Regions from separate parts of the Gasterosteus aculeatus genome. Here region 2 is linked to region 1. Evidence: chromatin contacts called from public Hi-C data. All regions are on one chromosome and are shown on one strand. Each heading gives the region's core, a stretch centred on a gene start, on an enhancer-like site or on the middle of the called end of the contact. The rest is flanking DNA. Distances are from core to core; before and after follow the strand shown. Region 1 overlaps LOC120809945 (transmembrane protein 266). Region 2 holds the start of pstpip1b (proline-serine-threonine phosphatase interacting protein 1b).

Region 1 (6,229 bases), core at 1,017-3,516:
ACGGCACTTCCTGTATCTAGTTTCCCCCCACAGCTGAGTTTAGTTTGTAATCACCCCCACCTGTATTTAAGCCTCAGTTCCCCACTTGTCTGTGTCAGGTTATCTTTTGTCGTTCCTAGAGGTACATGTTTGTTGTTAAATTCCCAGTGCTGTTTTTGTAATCTTGTTTCTACTTTGTTGCCAGGCTCTCTTCCTTTTTGTTTTCTACAAGAGCGTGAGGATTCCGCCTTTGCCTGTGCCCCCTTTGTTTTGCATTAGTTTACTCTCCTAGTAAAAGATTCCAAACCTTGAAAGAATTTTCTGTTGCCTTATTGCTCTGCACCTGAGTCGAAGTCCTGACCCCTCACAGATTCTTTCATTTGTCTTGAAAAAGAACTGCAGTACTGATAATATTATTCTGAGACCCACAACAGTATTTGTTCCTGTTCCTGTTTGAGCGAGACTTAGCCAGGAGGGCGTCACGTGAACTAACATGCACCAAAGGATAACAGAGCAAAGAGAAGCATGGAACACATCACACACACACAGAGTGATTCTCTGCTCAGTTAGACCGTATCCCATCATATCTTTATATCTCTATGTATTGTTACTTCTAAAATCCTTGTGTTGGTAGCTTAGTTGTAGCTATAATAGTTATTAACAATTAAAACATTCTCTGGATACTTGTAAACATTTGACAAGCAACAAAATGGTACAGCAGTTTATCTTTTGAATTAATCATATGAGAGAGTAATTAGGGGGGTTGATTCTCACGACACGCGTACAATGACTTGACCAATTAGCAATTGTTTTGACAGGTCTTTCAATGTTAATAACCTTAAATAATTTAGGTATCTCAAAATATTATGCACATAATGAGAAGATACTAATGAAATAATGTTGTACAGTGCAGTGTGTAACAAGGAGCCTGTGAGAAGAACATATTTGATTAGAGGCCACTCAGTAGTTATCAGTTTTATCGTGCTTATTATTGCTTCAATTTCAGTAAACTGAGAAACGTTAAGGAAATACTCATTTTTATTTTTGCTATTTTCATTCAAATGACATCACCTGCGTTTGGCAATAACTTCCTCCATATCAAGTTTACAAACGTGTCTGTAAACGTTAAAGTGCAAAGAATTTGCTTGCCATTTTGGGCACATGTCTTTCATGCTACAAGCACTCAGTTTCATGTAAAGAATCCAGTTACTTAACTTTTCATTTCAACCACACAAATATACCCTACTAACGTTTTTTGAACAAGTAAATAAAAATGCTATTTAATAACTACTGATGGTGGTCCATTGTTACAAATCAAACAAATGGGTGATAAAAAGGCATAGGTTAAATACAAATTGGCTGTTTGTATAGTTAAGCCAGTCTTATGTACCCTGTAGCTGTTTGACAAAGAACAGCATGCCTGATCCGAAAGTTGATCCATACAAATTGAGAGAAACAAAATAACAACACAAATGCAATAGAAAAAAATCCATTCAACTATTACATTTCAAAGAACAGAGGACACGGTTCAGACTTAAAGTTTTTGAGTGGCCCCTTGCTGGTTTTGATTCATTTAAAGTTCAGTGCATTTTCAAAGTGCACAGCATTTTCAGACCTTTTCAAAGTGAGAATTCCTGATCAGGGGCCCCAGCTGGGATGTTACAGTCGTTGTTGTGCTATATCAGGGAATTTCTGATGTAAAAAAAGAAAACATCAATGAGGAACATGGGAGATTGGACATTATGGCAAAGGGCCTATGAGTTCCTATTATCATTTCTACTATTCGACTTTTGAACACGTGAAGTTAAGGAGCATCAGTTTTGGCTCAAAGAAAAATATTAATAATATAATGTGCTTCTCATAAGCTTTAACCTGCCACAAACTTCAGGTAGATGCCACACAAGGAGGCAGTAAAGTAAAGGATAATACTTCTGTTTCTGTGTATATGCAGCCTATGTATCAGGTAAGTTCCCCAGAGGTGTGTCAGCTGGTCCCAGGAGCCGGTACTTCTCCTCCAGGGACGGCTCGGTGGTGCTGCTCTGCAGGTGGATCAGCGGCTTGGTCTGCAACAGCACACAACCCCTTGCCCTGCCTCGTCTCTCCTCTTGGTTCCTGCAGTTGAAGAGGTTTATTCTATTGTCCAGCTCGGGGCTGGCCCTTTCTGAGCCAGTGGGGCTGGGAAGCTTGAGGTTGACAGGGTCCACTGCCAGGCCCTTTCGAGCAAGGCAGGAGTCCTCAGAGATGGAGAAGAGTAGCTCCTGAACCACCATGCCGGGGTCTCTGCAGGCGTCCTGGCCTGAGTAGGACGGAGGACAGCAGCGGTGGGTGCTGTAGCTCAGACCGAGGTCCTGAGCTGTGCTGCTGCTGCAGTCTGTCATGGATGAACCCGGGGTGTGGCTACTCAGGCTGAGCGGGCGAGCTGTAAGGCTGCCGCTGGACCGCGACATGCTGGTTGAGGCGTCACTTACCACGCTGCCCACTCGCTCCATCGCAAGCATCGGGTTTGGCTGATTGGGATTTAGGTTGATGGGGAGGTGGACGTCGATGGATGCCCTGGTGATAGCCTGGGCACCCAAGCCAGAAGCTCCAGCGTCTTTAAAAACAATGCATTTATTTTTAGAAAAGGGTCAAACCACATAAAACAAATAAGCTAATTTCTTCAAACACAAAAATTGCATAGGCTCTTTTTCCAAGTAAAGACTTTTGAGGAGGATGAGTTGCATCAATAGGAAAGACGCTATGTGGACACCTGCTCTAACAGTCTACTGTTTGTCAGTTATATCACCAAAGCTTGATTACAGTATGAGAAAGTCACCTTAATAATTAATATATGTGCCTAGGTAAAGCCAGGCTGAATAAGTTAAGTTCTGAGTTTATATTAGAATATTTCTATCTCGACAGATATTCAGTGTGTCAACCTGTAAGGCAATAACCTGCATCAGCTAATTCTATGACCAGACCTAAGAAGTTTAGTCCTATCACCTTTTACTTAACATCCTTTTAACCGCCCCAAAAGTAGTTTTTGATGAACTGTTTCGCTTACTGTAATTTTATTTACATGAACATGGAGAGGTATGTATAAAAATCTATGCTCATAGACACTTACCGCTGCTCGCTTCACTGTAGTATTGGCTGATGTAGTTGTTCATGTCATCACGCACAACTGGATCTGAGATAATAATGAATACACATATTAACCATTCAAGTGAATAACAACACCCAGACATGTTGCTATAGTGACCAAATTTTGTTAAACGTAATCCATATGAGGGGAGCATTTACTCTTTCATTCTACTACATGTTTTATAACATATGCATGTTATCACTGTAACTCTTTTTTTTCACTGTCATCTCAGTTTAAATAAAAATGCCTGGTTTTTAACATTTTGGATCGTAGATAAATACAAAAAGAAAGAAAGAAATTAAATACTACTCAAATATTATATTCAACAATAGTACAGAAATGGATCCGAGTGAAAAGGACCAATACTGTTGAATTATGTTGAAACATAGCGTGACTGACTGCTACTTCTCTCTGTGGTAGAACATGCAATTGGATTGCACGCCTTTTTGTCAGGTCTGTTTCTGTGTTAACCGCACAAAGTAGTGCAAATGGAAAATATCTCCTGTGTTTACAACATAATATTGACAGAGATGTCTTATGCCCCGGGCCACAGGTACTTCATTGTCAAGCGGTCAGGATCAAGCACTGCTACGCAGTGCATTAGCTGCACCCTAGTGCACCAGAAATAAACTGGGACAGGGTGGGCTTGGTTTTTTCAGGGATAAGAGGAGTGAGTGAAAATAAAAGAGAGCGGGAGAGAGAGAGAGAGAGAGTGTGAGAGAGAGAGAGAGAGTGGGAGCTCTTTGTTCAGGCGCAGACCCCTCCAGTCTAGCAGACCTCTGCGTGCGCAGTGAATGGCTGTGATCCGCTATGCTTCCTCCGTGCGCTTGATTGGTCTTGAGCTCACTGTCCGCTGGCTGAGTGCGAACCCAGAGTACCCTGAGTGCTAGCCCCTGTCCCCCGGGACACGCTGCAGACTCTGATGGGTAATTTCATTTATTTTTCAGTCTAAAATATTAATCCTTGAGCCACCCCTGGAGAGAAGGCATTGCACTCACTAAAACAAGACTGAGACAATCACTTCACAATTAATAACACATGAGTCTTAAGATTAAAAAATGGGCTGTCCAGCACACGTAAAAAGGCTTTGCCCTTCTTTCTGTGACTGTCAAGATACTGGGCTGTCACCTTTTTGTGGAGAAAAGAGAGGTGACATGCCAAGGTCCTTTTAGTTCAAATCTGAACTATAAATTGGACGGGTGAGGTATCAGTTCTACATCGCGGATGAAGAATTGTTACCATTGTAACTGATGATGCAGATGAAGTGAAAAGGCATCAGGGGTGTAAATGGGCACTGCGGTAGGACAGGGTCCAGCGGTGCTGGGATGGGGGTTGGTAGAGAAAGCTATTCCCAATACAAGAGGCCCTTTTTACAGCAGCCATTTTGACTTGCCAGTGGTCCATTAAGGTGGGCCAAGGCCCTGGTAGCCACACACTAAATAGAATACCACCATATTCAATTTCACCAATTACACCTGTTTATCCTGCTAGGACGATGGCTGCTGTGAGAAGGAACTATATGGCAATGTTGGGATGAATACTTTCGTTATCCAGGACATTTTACCCTTGTCTGCCGTTGTCAGGCTGACATTTTTATGTTTATTGGGTGGATTGTCATCAAATTTGGTAAAGACTTCCATGTCCCTCTTAGGGGGAGTTCCAATAACTTTGGCCGATCTTCTGACTCTTCATCCAGTGACGTTCACCATTTATGTTCATCATCGAACAAAGATAATTAACATGGTCAACACTAGACGCGCTCGAGATCTGCACGTCAGCATTATCATGAGAATGTTGCCATTCAGATCAAAGCAGTAGTCAATACCTTGGATACAATCTATCTAGGTGTTGGAGAAAAAACGCAGCTGGTTGATTAACACTGATTGTCATGTTTTTGAAAATTGGTACTTCATGGGGAAACCCTCAATCCCCTGTAACTTTCATTCTTAAGACGACCACGAGCGCACAATATTGAGCAATACGTATAAACGCTGACCTGACATGACCTGAGCCCTGTGGCCAAAGTGCCCATCCCAGGGACCATGTTTCCGTAAAAAAAACCACTTGTTTCTGAGAGCCAGATTTCCCACAATGCCCTTGGGGTAATATTGTGGCCGCCGTGGAGCCTCTCCTGGTGCCCTATTGTGGTTTGCAGGTGAAGGGGAACAGATGTTGACAGGAGCCCACTCTCCCGAACAAGTCACAATGCACAGAGCACTCTGTACCTGAAATAGTGGTCTGGGATGGCCGGGTCGGCCTCGCCACAAAGTGGGTGGTGAGAGAGACAGTTGGGGCACGACAGAAGCCCCGTGCAAGCTGACGTAGTGTCGGAGAACATGCTTGTTTTCTCCAGGATTCACCAGATCCTAAAAGCTTTTTTGCCCTCATATTGATCCCGCAGCGCCTGCGGGCAGAAGGGTGTTGTGGGCGAGCACGGAGGGCTAAGAGCCCGGCCTGGAAGATGCTCCAGGGCGACTGCTCCAGATTAACTCTACACTGCTTTGGCATCCAGTTCACCTGATGTTACACTGTTAGAGACTTTTTGTTCCACATAATTATGTACATACTTTATGCTGCATTTCTCTTCTGGTTTTGTCATGTTGCTTTTTCAAGCACACAGTACAACTGGCATGGTTTGTATTCAAATAAGCAATATTTTAATGCCACTGGGCTTTTGTCTTAGACTCATTACATACATACTCATTACAGTTTGTGAATTATTGTGTTTCTAAACCAACCATTACCCTCAATGCACCGGAAGGGATTATAGATTACAATATTTATAATTCAACTGGATAATATGTTCTTTTTCATCTTTCTTTTCTGCATTTTTTATGATTTACAAAACCATTATCACTTTACATTTGGCATTTATAGCAACCCTGTCCTTAAAAACCACACTGTACCTGCAGTGACATGAGGCTCCCTGGGGTTCCTCTGGCCGCCCTCATCGTCAGATTCTCCGGGAGTCAAGCCTTCCACAACCTGAAAGCTCCTGCCCTGTTTGCCCCATACATGATGAATCTGCATGGCTGCTTCGCGTTCTGCCGCAAGGTCCAGGTCCTGCTGGGCCAGATGGGCCCTCAGCTGTCTGATCTCAAACTGGAGACGGTTGGTGTGTGCATG
Region 2 (6,229 bases), core at 1,644-4,143, 95 kb before region 1:
GAAATGAAACACAGCAACAAACACAAGTTCATTTGTAAAGCCTGCAAGGTGCAAATTTCTTCGCAGCTTCTATAATATGTGATGACTGTACTGGAAGTTGTATGAAGATAGAGGCTTAGTTGTGCAGGTTCAATATAGAAATTGTAGAGTTGAAACATGCTTGTGGGCCTTACCTGCTTCATTGGCTGTCTGTCTGCATTGCTTAGCCCTGTTACGCATCTGAGAATAAAGTTGTATGAATAATAAAAACGAAGGAAACAACAAACATGGCAAGTGAAACAAGCTCTTGTCAGAAACTGCTGAGACTTCTTCAAATTAAAACATCATACGGCCCAAGTATGCTAGACCCTCCAAAATATGTCTTTGGCCCTTTTCTTTACTATGCAAAAGTCTAAAGATTATCGTAGTCATTTGGGGGATATGCCATGGATTGAATTAACGAAAAATTCTGACTTCCGATGTTAAACTGGCTGTTAAACATACTTCAGTTCCTCTTTGCTAGACGTTGCATTATTGCATCACTGTGCCCAATTACAGGGAAGTTTCACCAGTAAACTTGCAGTTTGGGGTAAAAAGCAATATGCCACATGTAAGTCAATGTTTGAATTCCTTAAAACTGCCAACTGGTCTGCATCACACTTCTAGTGGGCCAGTTTACTTAATAAACCTTTTCTGAGTTTTTGCAGGAAGTAGTTGTCTTCTCGGCTCCCTGTTCTGCCTCGTCCGCCTCTCTGCATCTCGCCTCATAGTTCTTCTTAGACTGTAAGAAACAGAAACCAGTCCACGAAAACTGCTCAACAATGACAAAAAAAAGTCGTGTTGGATTGTTGATTTGATGCCAAATGTCTTAAATGAAATGACATCATCTTATGATGTCACTTACTTCCACCGTCCTCTTGTACAAAGAAACCTTTTTCTTCTGAACCTTCTCCATGATGCTTTGGAACTATGAGCAGAAGCACAATGGTGAAATTTCATCTATTCATCTAACTTCATCTAACTTCACCTAAATGGAATGTTTAATGTGGACTCTTAAGAATTCGAGTGGTGCCTGCATTTCTTTGTGATTACATGGTTTGTAAATATCTATAAATGTGTATTATCCCAAAAAAGGGATTTAAATAATCTTAGCAATAGATACAATTTTCACATAAGTATAAGAATAAAGCCAAGCTGAAGAAAGCCAGCAAACGTTACATCATGGTCATCAGGGAAATGAAACCTCAACTCTATACTGTACAGTTAAATACCTTCTTCCTGTGTTCTTTCTGCCGTTCTCGGAATGTCTCAATCTTTTTCACCTCCTCTTTCAGTATATCGGCCAGCTGGATGTGAAAGTTACCAACGTTCTCAATTTCTGCAGCCAAAAACACCTAAATTAATCACTTCTACACATTCACAGACGCAGAAAAAGAACGCAGCACTTTTTAGCACCTTGGTGTGATTTGTCCGTGGCTTCGTTGACTTACCTGTCTTCAATAGGTCAAAGGTTGCTCTCAGGGTGCTGGAAGAGCAATGCACATTTAAGACGGTAAGAAGTAAATGTCTGACTGCTTGTGACACAACGGGAACAGGAAGTCGGGCAACATACAGTATAAGTAGGCAGTAGGCAGTCGGATCGATACATTAACACACAGCAAACCTTCTTTTCCCTTCTCTCTCTTTCCATCTCACACACAAATCATGTTGTTTCCTTTTTAAACAAAGAAATCACTCACAGACCCATGACTGGCGTGTCAACGAGTCACATGGGGTATGCTGTCTTATATACAAAGTGTACAGCACGACTCGTAACCAGGATGCGGATGTGTTTACCTGATCTCTGTGTGTCCCCCCGCTTTGCGGGCAATAGTCACCAGTTCCTTCCCATACTTCTCCTCTGCGAGCGTCCTGAGAAGTAAGAACACAGATGCAACACCGTGTGAACTGCGTTGTCTTTGTCCTAACAAAACGGGACGCGCGACTTGTCACGCAGTTGTGGTGCTGTATGATACATGTTATGGTAACAGAATTGCACGACATCATTTTGAATTTTGTGATGGTTTCGGTTACCTCATCTTTAAAAGCTCCTCCACATCTTTACACATTTGCTTTCCATCTCGCAACCTTTGGATTACAGCGTCGTACCCGGCGTGACAGGTGAAGCTGGACCCCTGTATTTGGAAGACGTAGAAAAGGTTTAGAGGAATACTGGATACTGGAGATTTATCAACAATAGTTGCAACAAGTTATTGACTCAATCCTGGGGAACCCGTGTGGTTAAAAAGCAGAACTAGCATTGAGCAAAAAGTAGTTTTTATGAAATGCAGCATGCTCGGAACCTCATGAAACTGCCATTCTGCCAAGAGTGGAGCATATTGACAGTAAGTAGTTTGATGCATTGAGGTAACTTAGTACTTAAGTACTCTCTTTGTGTATTGAGAGGACTTAAGGCTTAAAGGCATTTTTATTTTATAACATGTACATTTACTCCTACACTGTCACTGGTGGGGAGTTTAATGGTAGTCAATTCTTTTTTAGGCACTTTTACTTTTACTCAACGTGAATTCTAAAATAAGGAAAATGAACTTTGATGACAGCGAGACTGCAAAGACCCCCTGCACTTTCAGTTTCAAGGACTAATCCCAACCACAGCGAGACGTTAGAGCACCAAAACCCAACTCACCCAGAAAGCATCTTTAAACATCAAAGGTGTCATCTCAGTTGTTTCCTCCGTGCACGGAACCCTTCCTCAGCCTGAACTTCATTCACCTCTTTGTCACTGAAGTCAATCGCTCACCGACAACTTGAATAAAGTTGTTTTGGGCCGACTAAACTGTGCTCAGGCGGTGAGCAGCCTGACTGTCGGCGAGTCATTAAGAATGAGGAAGAGCTTCTGTCCCATGATGTCACTGACCGCAGCCAGCTCAGCCAATGTGTGACACGGCATCTCTAACTCAAAAGTCTCAGCTTCAGATGGCTGTGTTACATATATATATATATATATATATATATATATATATATATATATATATATATATATATATATATATATATATATAATCCAACATCATATCACAAATATATATATATATATATTCGTGATTTTATCTCGGATATGTAACACATGTAAGAATATATGTTACATATAAACGCATATTTAATGTCCATATAAGAACGTTGTCGTGCGCATTCCTGTGATGAACACAAGAGGGAGACACAGACCTTTCTAAAAAATATCAAAGAAGCCTCCAAGTATTACATGGGATGAAACCCTTCCATTATGGAGTCGGTAGTTCTTAAATCTCTGGGGCCCAAGATAAAATCACAAATCCTTCAATCCGGTTGAGCTGAAAACAAATCTGTGCCTCAGGCGTCTTTCTGGGACGATATGTGGACACGTCAACCTAGAAGCGTATTATTGATTTTTAAAGTGAGCAGAAGGACAGAGTGTGGTGTCTCTCACCCGTCACTCAATGAAACGTGTGAAAATCTTTGGAGAGATCATTCACACATCTTACGAGACAGAGGTTGTAAAAGGGACAGTACTGATCAATACAGCCAACTGACAATAAAATAAAAATAAATAAATTATGAAGCACTTTGAGGTGCAATTCTACATATATTACACTGGCCAGTTTGATTTATTGACTGTTTGGTTTGATCTTATTTTGCATGATTTATTCAAGAATGATTTCCTGTGAAAACTATTTACCCACAAAATAGACTTCTCATAAATGAATGAATTTTTCCGATACTTCAAATGAAGGAAGTTAGTTCATTCCTGGCCAGCTATCTATCCTTATGGAGTGAGCATTTCGTCCATTTACAATTATATTAATTCCGCCGTCCCACTTAGAAACATTTAGCGGTTTAAGTCCGAGGCCGAGGCTCCCAACGAGTTTTCAAGTCGAGATGCCTGACTCTGTGGTGCTTGGCCTTTGCTGTGACCCCGTTTGAGGCCTCTAATGGAGGGACAAGCTCTGGGAATCAGCTGTGCTGCCTGCGTCTGAGCACACTATCACACACCAGGGTACGCCAGGCCACACACTCACACACAAATACACTTAAGTGTCCCACCCCTCTCTCACTCGTTTTCTTTCTCTCTCCCTCACACTCCCTGGAGTGGCAGTTATTGAACTGTGACAAACGAGCCGTGTCAGACCGGCCCCCCTACCTGGGGGATTGGCTAAATGACCTTTCCATTACCCAACCACTGCTGTATTCCCCCTCTACAGATAGAGTTACACACACAGCCACAAAGCCCATTTGCTGGGACCGGTGTCAACGTCGCTGCCATTAGCCACTACATCTTTCTGTGCTTTCTCATTATAATTTGTATTTTAAACGTCAATGTTGCAGATCCATTTATCTGCAACATTTTGCAGTATTGATATTGATTTTGTGTGCCTGTGTTCCATGTGAGCTGCTATGAGAAGCAGCTTCCGTCCGGTCGCTTCGGTTTGTATTGTATATGCGTGTTTGACCTGTCTCTCACACATGCTCAAACCTCCGTACTTACTAATACCCTGTTGACTGTTGACGCTAGCATTGAATCTCGAGGCGAGGATTGGCAAACAGGATGCAAGAGGAGAGGGATGAAGCTATAAGGAGAAAAAAGTGAAAGAGAAGAGAGGCTCCGGACCGAACGGGTCGGGATCGTAGTCTGCAGCTGACTGCTGCTGGCTGTTGGATAGGAATGCAATGGAGTGAGTCCTTGGGAATTAGTGGGAACCTGTTAGTAAGATGACAGATGGAGATCTAATGATGTGTAGGCACAAGGGCACGGCCTGTAGTTGCTAGTGAGACAATCTGTAGTGGCTGTCACAATACAGCTGAGAACCAACAGCTAAAGGAGGAAGAGGAGGAGGAGGAGAGCGAGCCGGGGGCCTTTCTACCGTTTGATCCTGGTCCGGCTTTGAATGAAACATTTATTAGCTCTCTTAATCCTCAGCATCACTGCGAAGAACTCCGATGTTGATCGATCGGATCCTCGTGTTTCCGCTCTCCTGTTAGTCCGTCGATGTGATTCTCTGGGTACTGGGATTAAGGCAGCGTGGGCACACATACCAACATGACCAGAAGGCATAATTGTGTGGATTGTCCGTTGTATAAATATTTAACCGGCACTGATACGACCACGGCCACGTTCGTATTGATTTGATGATCTCAAAATGCCCTTAGAACATTCCATGTATGGGTGCAGATAAAAAGCTGGGAACGGGATTAGCGTGTGTATGTGTGTGTGCGTCTGTGCATTTAAGTCGCCGCGTATCCGTGGTGACCCCTGTAAAAGGGATGCGTGCCACAGGCAATTCCCCCTCTGTCCTCTCCTCTCTGCCCCCCCACGGTCCCTTCAACAGACGGGCTCTTGGTGTTACACTAATTTGCCCAGTGGCCATTCCCTCCACTGGGACGCACCCCGTCCTCCTCACCTGACTCCATTTTCTTTTCTTGTTTTTTCTTGCTCTCTTTCATTGCACCTTCTGACCCATGTCCTCTCCTCTTGGTTGTTTTTTTTTGTCACTTCCATACTCCCCTTCTCTCTGTGTGTGTCATCATCCTCCACTCTCACCTCGCTCATAACTCTTGTCTTCTTTCTCACTCCCTCTTTTGCTCTCTCTCTCTCGCTTCTTCTCTCCAGCCAGGACGGTTTGCTATTCCTGCTGGTCTCTCATGGCCGGGCCTTTTACCACCACGTGATGCTGTTTTTTTGTGTGCAAACAATGCACCTGCAGAACGCAGTTGCATTGTTTGCCCACGTGTGTGTGTGTGTGTGTGTGTGTGTGTTGCAATGGACGAAGGCAAAGGCCGCTAGTTTTCTAAGTGGTGCCTTCCATCTGACCGCGAGGGAAGATCCAGGCCGATGTGCGGCCACTTCCTCTGGACCAGCGCCAGTCTTTGCTTTGTAGTTCCTCTTCAAAGAGGACAGATGGATTTTTTTTAAGTGTGTCGATGTATGCGTACAGGTTTAGTTTATATTTGCTCAGTGGAGGCTAATGGGTCGTGATGTATCCGTGTGAGTGTGTGCTTGCACATAATGACCTTTTTTTGATTTTGTTAGTTTGTTCAAAGGGCTGTAAAGTGACTTGTGATTTGACATTCAGATAAAAGGGATCCGGTTTATTTTCTGTGATTCTGATAGTGTCCGTGTTCAAGCCGCCAACTGATTCATTCCGTTACAAGTTTTAACGTGTCCTTCCACATAATAAAGAATAGTTTAAATGCAATAAATTGTGATTCTGGGTTG

The links. A called contact is a pair of places that touch in the nucleus more often than the background predicts.
Region 2: a contact with region 1 is called in a Hi-C map of skeletal muscle, with 2.4 times the contacts expected there. The contact joins the promoter of pstpip1b here to the enhancer-like site in region 1.

The regions. Positions count from the first base shown.
Region 1 is chr12:16,676,383-16,682,611 of fGasAcu3.hap1.1, reverse strand. LOC120809945 (transmembrane protein 266) reads right to left here. Exons shown (of 11, transcript XM_040164099.2): 9 at 6,010-6,205; 10 at 3,086-3,148; 11 at 1,000-2,572. The coding sequence ends at 1,932. Among protein-coding and RNA genes, the nearest start is that of isl2b, 21 kb to the left of the region's middle. Within about 2 kb of position 2,266, at least 1 of the 9 cell types and tissues checked has open chromatin away from gene starts, as enhancers often do.
Region 2 is chr12:16,772,247-16,778,475 of fGasAcu3.hap1.1, reverse strand. pstpip1b (proline-serine-threonine phosphatase interacting protein 1b) reads right to left here and starts at 2,893. Exons shown (of 15, transcript XM_040203706.2): 1 at 2,666-2,893; 2 at 2,053-2,153; 3 at 1,816-1,890; 4 at 1,470-1,504; 5 at 1,251-1,357; 6 at 884-946; 7 at 668-760; 8 at 174-219. The coding sequence starts at 2,698.